2 separate regions of the Mus musculus genome follow, and region 1 is linked to region 2. A link is a contact called in public Micro-C data. All regions are on one chromosome and are shown on one strand. Each heading gives the region's core, a stretch centred on a gene start, on an enhancer-like site or on the middle of the called end of the contact. The rest is flanking DNA. Distances are from core to core; before and after follow the strand shown.

What was found. Hi-C and Micro-C count contacts between places; a contact is called where the count stands out from the background.
Region 1: a Micro-C map of the G1E-ER4 cell line shows a contact between it and region 2, with 5 times the contacts expected there. The contact joins two enhancer-like sites. A contact is called at or near these places in 8 of 15 datasets of contacts at CTCF or cohesin (CD8 T cells, the G1E-ER4 cell line, embryonic stem cells and 4 more), 108 of 484 Hi-C or Micro-C datasets (the 63-12 cell line, 8-cell embryo, B cells and 55 more), 34 of 115 datasets of contacts at active chromatin or transcription factors (CD4 single positive thymocytes, CD8 T cells, DN3 thymocytes and 17 more) and 1 of 9 other capture datasets (embryonic stem cells).

The regions. Positions count from the first base shown.
Region 1 is chr14:54,332,090-54,336,811 of GRCm38.p6, forward strand. It overlaps the pseudogene Gm3945. Among named protein-coding and RNA genes, the nearest start is that of Oxa1l, 26 kb to the right of the region's middle. Within about 2 kb of position 1,527, at least 49 of the 459 cell types and tissues checked have an H3K27ac peak or open chromatin away from gene starts, as enhancers often do. A contact at or near this core is called in the G1E-ER4 cell line, where this site is marked.
Region 2 is chr14:54,230,601-54,235,049 of GRCm38.p6, forward strand. No RefSeq gene overlaps it. Among named protein-coding and RNA genes, the nearest start is that of Dad1, 21 kb to the right of the region's middle. Within about 2 kb of position 2,866, at least 138 of the 459 cell types and tissues checked have an H3K27ac peak or open chromatin away from gene starts, as enhancers often do. A contact at or near this core is called in the G1E-ER4 cell line, where this site is marked.

The DNA of each region.
Region 1 (4,722 bases), core at 277-2,776, 100 kb after region 2:
AGTATTTCTTAGCCACGTTGAGGTGAGAGCTGTTTTTCACCCACACATTCGATAACTCATTAGTTTAAGAAGACCATGTTGCTATGGCCTATGTTAGGAGGCAGAACACAAGCATAATTTGAATGCTCAACTAGCTCATTTCTACAAAGGCAAGATCTCACACACATGCAAGTGGCTCACAGTGGGAGCAGCGTGGTGGGATGCCGCAGCAAGTTCACCATCAGTAGATCCCAGGACAGCCTGGAGATGAAAAGAAATTGAAGTTCAGCCAGGAGGAATGAAGTAGGCAATGAAGGCAAAGACAGAGAAGATAAGCAAAAGAAAGGAGGGAAGTGCCCCTGGCTGTGGGAACAGCGTTGGCAAAGGCCAGAGTCTGGGTAAAGCGGAAGCACTTCCACAGCACTGGGAGAGAAAGAACAAAGCAGGTCCCTCATTAGACCCACAAGCCAGTTTAAATTTCTTTCCCAAAGCATAGTGAAATTTTGTTCAGAGACTGTGTGTGAGCTAGGCATCTCTTAACAGTGTGGCTTATAATTACACCATTGTCTCTAGTCATTGTTAGGTAGCCTCCCAGAAAAAGCCAGTTACCCCATGCTAATGTATAACTCCTTTGTTTTCTGTAAAATAGCCAGCTCTGGTCTAAAAAAGAGCTTCATGCCTCTATTCAAGTGGAATGAATACCCCTCTCTGACTGAATAAGAGAAAATCTTGGGCTTTAATGATCTGTGGTCCTTTCTTGGATGCACATAGCTAGAGCACCATGTAACCTTGTTCCTTCTACAGCACGGAGAAAGAAGGCCTGCAGGGAGACTGAAGAAGGAGCCAAGACCTTGCCATCCCTGAGCAGGCACACAAGAGGAGAAGCCTGAGTGAGCACTGTCAGAAGGAGCAGGGGAAGGCTTCTGAGGCAGGGTGGAAAGAGCAGGGGGATTATGGGAACATGGAAAGGGAGAGAAGCCCATTCCCCCAGAGTTGGTTGAAACCTCCCTCCAGCTGAGGAACAAGAATTCCAGCAATTGACATACACTGTAAAGACTGGACGCAGACTATTGCTTCTCAGGTTTATGTTGAATAATACAAAGATTGAAGACCTGAGGGAGGACCCCACTTCTTTCCCAGATATCTCCTAAGACTCTTGAGACATTAACTTGGTTCTTAGCAAATATGTCCTACCTTACAGTTTTAGCTTATCCATTGTAATCTCCCTGGAACTGTCCTGTGCCCTCATTTAGGTTCCTTAGTGACTTTTTTGAAAATATAGCTTCAACCAAAAAAAATCCCGTCTATACAAGAAGCACCATTCTCTCAAAAGGGAAGAAACGTAATTCATTCTGTAATCAAATATAAGTGACCGTGCTCCGGGTCGCAGATTGTGGTTACCCTGAATTCCACAATCCCAGGGGATAGCTATTTCATGAAGTTTTTAATAGTTAAGGGATGAAAAACTCTTTAAATACATTGGTGGGTACAGTGGGTAGGTATTGTGCAGCCAACTGGAGAAACCTCTGATATAGGCCTCAGACGTTATCTGGTGACATTCTTAGCTTTTGACTCTTTGCCAGTTCTAACTATTATACTGTACAGGTCTGGCGGGGATAAAGTCACCCCCCCCCTCGGAGGGGGAAGTGAAGATTATTATAAGACAGATAGAAAAAAGATGCAAAAGACAGTATGGGAAGGCTGCAGGTCATCACCACACCAGCCCCTAGTGTATCTCTCATAGTCTTCTTATACTTCAGTACCATGGGAAGCAAAGCCATAAGCTAACAGAAACAATTGCTGAATTATTCACGAAACATTTGTTCTCACACAAAAAATCTCCCTGTTCCTACCACCAAGGTCAATAGAATCTTCAGCTACGAGCCCTGAGCCTCAAGTCCAACTCCTCTTATCGTCCCATGCCTTGCCTCAGCAGGCTGGGAAATCTGCCAACAGACCCTGACCTGCCTTGACTCTGCCTGGCTGGCAGTCTCTCTCTCTCTCTCTCTCTCTCTCTCTCTCTCTCTCTCTCATCTCTGCTTAAGAGAAGCACCAAATGGCTCCCAACATTGTACCCAATAAAACTGTTAAAATTGAGCTGAGACTGCAAATGGCATACGTGGTTACCTTCCAGATCCCAACAGTCCAGCCTACAGCAGTTTCAGTGGTGGCAGAGGGCATGATGACTGTGCTGGTGGCCATGGGTCCCAAAGCCAGAAGGAGCTGCCCACAAAGTCCCCCTATACAGCGAACACAGGAAATCTTCCTTTTAACATAATTCAGGACAACACCTATGGTATCTTTAAGGATCTCAGCCTATGGAGTGTGCAGCTAGTCACAAAGATACAGACAAACTTGAAGGGTTCTGTTCTGTCCAATTTGAAAGCAAGGGTTCCTTGAAGGAGGCTCTAACAAAGAACAGTGCACTCTTGGGGAGCTGGTCACTTCAAGTGGATGTTACAGAAGGCAGAAAACGAAATGAAGGCGGCTTTGGATTCAGGAAAGGTAGAGTCATCGGCAGAGCAACATGTGGCAGAACCTCGAGGCAGATGGGACACCTTCAATTCTGGCTATAGGATAACTTCTTGGGGGTGGGCAGTTGCCCTGAGAACTGGCAAGCAGGCTCTCCAGTGGAGAGCGGCTTTCAAGATGATCCTTCTTTTTTCAGCTCCAATGCAGACTTTACAGAGAACCTATAGATAAGAAGAAAGCACCAAGACCATGATTGCCCCTTAAACCTGGGCAGTGGCAACTCTGCTCGGCCCAAGTATCCACACTGACTCCAACATCATAGGGGAAGCCAGAGAGGAGTGGTTCAGATGGAGCAAGAAGGGGATTGAGTTGGAAGGAGATGGGGTGTGGGGAAGCCGGAGCAAGAGCACAGGCTTGTGGCAGGAGCCAGTCACCATCCAGGTTCCATTTCCTGTGCCCGGCATTGTCTGCCCTATAGCCAGAATAGCTTGTAAGTGTATGTCAGCTGTTTACAAGGGAGAAGAGAAGGAGAACAGGAGGGAGGAGAGAAGAAGGAGAAATTCACATTTTCCATAATGAAAACAGACTAAGGAATTTATGAACACTTCACCAGCTCTGCAAAGGACACTGGAAGGGATCCCTTAGACCAAGGAGGATAAAGTTGTCTCCTACAGGAGACAATCAATAGCAAGCTTTTCACCCAAAGTGGTCTAAGAAAGCACCACAAAATCAGCAAAAGAGCAGGAATCAACACACACTTTGAATACGAACTCTGAGTATCAGAAATCTCAAATCACCGATAAAAATGAGACAGGCTAGCACACTGAGAAAATGAGATCCACCTTCTTGTTGCCTCCAGCTTTTATGGCCCATCATGCAGTCTGGGGAGGACTTTGGTGATGTCTTTGAGTCATTTCTGCTCCTGTAACTCCAATATAACTCATTGGCTCACTAAGTTGGGTTTTGATGGTACCCATACTTTGGTCTGTTGTGAGCTCCTGTTGGGTGAATAGCTCTTGTTTACATCTCCCCAGGGATAATGTCACACAACAGGTACTAAGTGCCTAGCTCAAAAGTTTGAGAGATCTCAAATAAGTGAATTAAGACTTAGGACTTAATTAATTAAAACTTAAGCCTTAAGACTTTAAAAACTAGCTGGGTAGTGCTGTCATGCCTTTAATCCCAGCACTGGGGGCAGAGGCGCATGGATTTCTAAGTTTTGAGGCCAGCCTGATCTACAGAGTGAGTCCCAGGACACCCCAGGCTACAGAGAAACCTTGTGTCAAAAGACAAGAAAGAAAGAAAGAGAGAGAGAGAGAGAGAGAGAGAGAGAGAGAGAGAGAGAGAGAGAGAGAGAGAGAGAGAGAGAAAGAAAGAAAGAAAGAAAGAAAGAAAGAAAGAAAGAAAGAAAGAAAGAAAGAAAGAAAGAAAGAAAGAAAGATTAAAAAGACTTTACAAAAATGAAACAAAGCCAGAAGCAATCAGACAGGAAGAAATAATTAAAATCAGGGCAGAAATTGAAATGTAGCCCAACGTTGGTATTGCAGGCATTTTGCTTCCTTCCTCTACAATCAGAGCCTGATAATTACTAAAAGCTCAAGTGAGCTGGATTTAAGGACTAGCTAGAGCCAGCAGGAGTTAGACTCAGGGCACAAATAATATGAGCTATCAGAATTACAGCAGCAGCCGGGGGATGAGAAAGGCATCCAATAAATAAGGTGGAAAGTGCCAGGCCCAGGAGGAAGATAAAGGCTGTTGGTCTCATAATGTTAACGTCACCAAGGCCATCAGGTGGAGGAAAAGGAAGTGCCTTTCTATTGTTTGCCCAGCCACTTGTTTCCAGCTTTATAAATTGTCAAGAGTTTCTGCCTGGTTGGGAGACATTTATTTCTAGTGACAAAGTCCTGGGAAGAGACTCACGATATGTCCTCTAGGTATGGGAATTTTCCCCCCAGGAAAGGTAACTGCATAAACCATTTCAATAGCCAGTGGGAACTTATAAAACTGACATCGTCTCCATTTTAAAAGTCAAGGTAGAAACTGACGAACTAGGAAAGAATAAAACAGACTGGAAAGATAGGTCAGTGGTCATGACTGTGTATTGTTCCTGCAGAGGACTAAAGTTCCATTCATAGCACCCACATCAGACAACTGCCTGCAACTCCAGCTGTACTGTATAAGCACAGCTCTAGGAAGTTCAATATCCTCTCCGGCTCCCATGAATGCTGTCATTCATGTGCACATATACATGTGCACGCATGCACGTATGCC
Region 2 (4,449 bases), core at 1,616-4,115:
TGGTCTCCTGAGTGAGTTCCAGGACAGCCAGGGCTACACAGAGAAACCCTGTCTCGAAAAACAAAAAAACAAAAACAAAAAACAAACAAACAAACAAAAAAACACGGTGGACTAGTCCGAATGCCTTGGTTTCCCACCAAACAGAGCGAACACGAAGTCCTAGTGCTAGGTGCAGCCATCAGCTAGGCAGGGCCCCCAACCAGACCAGTTTCTGACATTCTGCTTCAGTGACTCAGCTGTGATTGTGTGCACTTACTTGGTTCCTCTTTAGGACTGAATTAGAATGGCAAACCCGAGCCCTGTCCACTCCAGGGAGCATGGGTGGACAGGGCTCCCCTGCTGAGGGAATACATAGCATAATAGATGCATAAACTGTAGGCTCAGTCTCATGGCGGGGATGGTGTGGCGCGGTGCCCTGTGACGGTCAGAGAACTTCAATAGTCAGTTCTCTACCTCTGCGTGGAAGCTGGGGGGGGGGGTCAATCTCAGATCACCGGGGCTGCGCAGAAGGGGTTTTTACTCTCTGAGCCACCTTGCCAGCCCCGTGGGTCAGAAGTTCAGTGATAAGGCAAAATCAGAAGACAAGATGACTCTGTATACAAAGGCACCTAGTGACGCCCTGGTGACCCAAGCTTGAACCTTAGTACCTACATGGTACAAGGAAAGAACCGACTCCTGCCAAGATGTCCTCTGACACACTCACAAACGCGCACGCACGCATACAGAAAGAAAACCACACCCTGTCAGAGGCAGAGGACCGTGGATCCTGGGGTGCCCGGCTCCAGCGGATCTATCGACAACCCAGCTCCTGCACCCGAGGCGCAGGGAACATCTTAGAAGGGGGTTGGGGGCACAACGACTGTAAGAACCAGAGAAACAGGAAGTGTGCTCTGAGATTGCGTCTTAGAAATGTGAGGGGGGATTCTCCAACCCTAAACAAGGAGCGCAGCAGCCAAGCAACACTGACAGTGGGAAACATTCTTCCCCAGGGAGAAGCCCCCCAACCAGCTATCCAACACCAGATGGTCAGCTCTGAAATCATAAGTGTGTGTGTGTGTGTGTGTGTGTGTGTGTGTGTGTGTGTGCATAAACATACACACACCTATCACAATTAAAAAGGCCAGAGGCCATGAATTTGAGAAAGTATTGGGAGGAGGGAAGTAGATGAGAGGGAGAAGGAGGGAAGGGGGAAATGACATAATTTTTTTTCTTTCTTTTTTTTTTTTCCAGGCAGGGTTTCTCTGTGTAGCCCTGGCTGTCCTGAAACTCACTCTGTAGACCAGGCTGGCCTCGAACTCAGAAATCCGCCTGCCTCTGCCTCCCGAGTGCTGGGAATAAAGGCGTGCGCCACCACGCCCGGCAATATTTAATTTTTTAAAGCAAAGTGGTCCATCCCTGTGAGAGCAGCAAGAATGGGTCCCTAGTGAGACCTCTCTCCTCCCACTGGCCAGCGAGGTCCGTGGCAAGACCCCGTCCGGCTGGATATGGTGCTGAGGGAGGAAGCATCATGTGAGAGATGCCAGTTCTGCTGCCTTCCATGAGGGCCAGTGAATCTGTAGCTGATGCGTGAAGCATCACCGCTCCCAGACTCATTAGTCATTAGCTCATCCAAAGCAAATAAATGCTTTGAGTCAGAAAGAAGATTCACATCCTAACACTGGCAACCCAACGCTCCACCTCCCCACTTGGAGAAAGGAGACTACATCCCTGTGAGATTAGAGAACCTCACGGGATCATAGAACTTCAACAGCAGACGGGAACAGGCACTTGATACTGTGCGAGACACACAGGGCATAAGTGGGTTTACTCACCCCCTAGACAGCGAGGCTGCTTCTTATCTTTATAGCCCATGCCTACTGGGCACAGCCCAGGCGCCTAATTAATTATTTACAGAATTGTACAGACAGAGGGTCCTCTAAGGTTCAAAAGACAATATGTAGCGGAACACAGTCTCAATTCAACACTTTACATCATGCAAAGCACATTCCACAATACCGGGCTGCCCACATTAGGAAAAAAAAAAATGTGTGCTCAGACTTATAAATTCAAAATTAAGTAAGTAAAATATTTCTGTCTAGTCTGACAGAAATTCTCATTTTTTTCTTTCTCACTAAAGTTCTTATTCAAGGTAAAGGACCACACATACCCAGGGGAAAAAAAAATTTTTTTTTTTTTTAATTAGCTATCGTCTTATACTGGCTAGTTCTCATGTCAGTTTGACAGTCTGGAATCATTTGGGAAAAGGGATGTCAATTGAAAAAAGTCCCCCTCAGATTGATGGGCAAGCCTGTGGGGGCATTTTCTTAGTAACTGATGAGGGAAAGCCCAACCCATTGTAGGTGGTGCCACCCTGAGCAAGCTGGCCCTGCTATAAGAAAGCAGGCTGAGCAAGGTATTGTAAGGCAGCAGGCAGCTTTCACCCCTGGTTTGAGCATCAGCTCCTGCCTTGCATTCCTGCCCCGACTTCCCCGATTCCCCGACTGATGGATTTCAGCTGTAAACTGAAACAAACCCTTTCCTCCCATGGGGCTTCCACCCCCCACCCCACCCCATGGCGTTTTATCACAGCAATGAAAACCCTAAGATAAATCTTAAGTCATGAGGCACCCAAACACTAGCCTAGACTTCCAGTCCACAACCCACCAGAACTACAACTGAGCTAGTAGCTTCCAGGTGCTGGAAACTAGCTGATGCTGGCTGGCTTGCTGACTTTCCCAAAGAAGGGAACAAATCTCTGTCACTTCCCCCAAGTATGTTCCAACAATCATAACAAGAGCGCTTTGTGGGCCAAGATCACAGACGTGATCAAAGAGCAGAGGTGCAGGCTGCCGGGAGAGGAAGCAGGAGGAACATTTGCATGCCGTGGTGACAGGAAGTGTGTAGGCAGAGGGTGCAAAGGGCTGTTTCCCACCACTGCCGAGCAAGGAACAATGTACAGTAGTTGTGGTAAATGGCTTGCAGCCCCACAGATTGAACACAGGAAATAAAAATAACCCCCCCCCCCACACACACACACAGAGGAGGTGTGAGCTGGAAGCTGCAGGAAACAGCAGGACATCCATCCCTCAGCCCATACAGTACCTGAGTCAGCAAAACCAACCCCTCCGCCCGGGGAGCCTTGTGGAAGGCCCTTCCCTAGTTGAGGAATAACCCACGGTTAGCCTCTCTGTGCGTATGGAACTGAGAGCCACAGAGCAAGCTAACTAAAGTCTACAGCAAGCCTATGGTGCATTTTCAAATTTGAACTCAAGACCCCTGAAAGTAGTTTGTACTGTTGTAAACGGTACAAACTCACAACAAGCTACGCCTGCCGCCAAGGCTAGTCCAAGGGGAAAATCACAACCCCGAGACAAAAGCAGATCTGCGCCTGGAAACTAGTACCCGGCCCAGGTGGCTCTAAGCCACTGCGAGAAATGTAAATCTTCACGCGTACTGTTGTGACGTCTTCCTTTGCTCTTAAAGTCCGATTGCTTTTCATATCTGAAATATCTGCTTATTGAATCCAAAGTAAACCTCATCCACTTCTCCGGGGAAAGCTGCAGGATGTCTGCACGAGTGTCGAGCACACTGATCGCTCAGCCATCCTAGTGAACTTCTCCTCAGTGCTAGGCCTTGGCCCACAGGACCCCTGCCAGGTTTTGTCATTATATTGAACCCAACCATTCCTAAAAGGCTTGTTAACTCACTCTGGAGTATGTCTAGCTAAGCAAAGAGCTAATAAAGAATGGAGAGGCTCAAGCTCTGTTAAGCTTCCGGGTAGTTGCAGGATACACCCAGAGCTGGAAATGCGGGCATCTCAGACTTCCGGGTGCACACCACCACCTGGCACCGTGTTAAAATGCAAAGCTTTGCTTCTGTCGCTTGGGGGTAAGGCCTGGGAGTCTCCTTTTCCAACAGCTCCAACAGTGGCCAGTACCACTAATGGCCGACTACCCACTGAATGGCAAGCCTCAATCATCCAGGATAGGGGTAGTCAGCTACACCCGAGACTGATTTGATCCAGTGTGACCCGGGCAACAGAAGCGTGAGTTCCTCAGCCTATGGCAGCGTGCAGTCCTATGGGAGGGCTTCTGGAGCACGGGTCATTTGGTAATCAGCTTCAGGGGAACACGACAGGGCTGTTCCCCATATATGGCAAACTTACTGCTCCTGAGAGACACAGAGCTCACTGGATACAGGATGCCTAGACTTCAGCCAGCAGACGCTACTCTACTCCGGCTTTGTCTTTAAAGTGATCTCCTGTGAAGACCTATGGTCTTAAGCACAAATCTGAGCTTCATTTCCTGACCTACTTCAGGAGAACTGGACCCTCTGAAGACAACTGTGACGTGAGACCAAGGCTTGTGAGGGAGCTTTGGGAAACAATGTGAGAGAAATCAACACCCGTGCACGCGCACACACGCCAGTCACATGCCACAGGCAGCACAGACAACCTCTCGTACACACAGA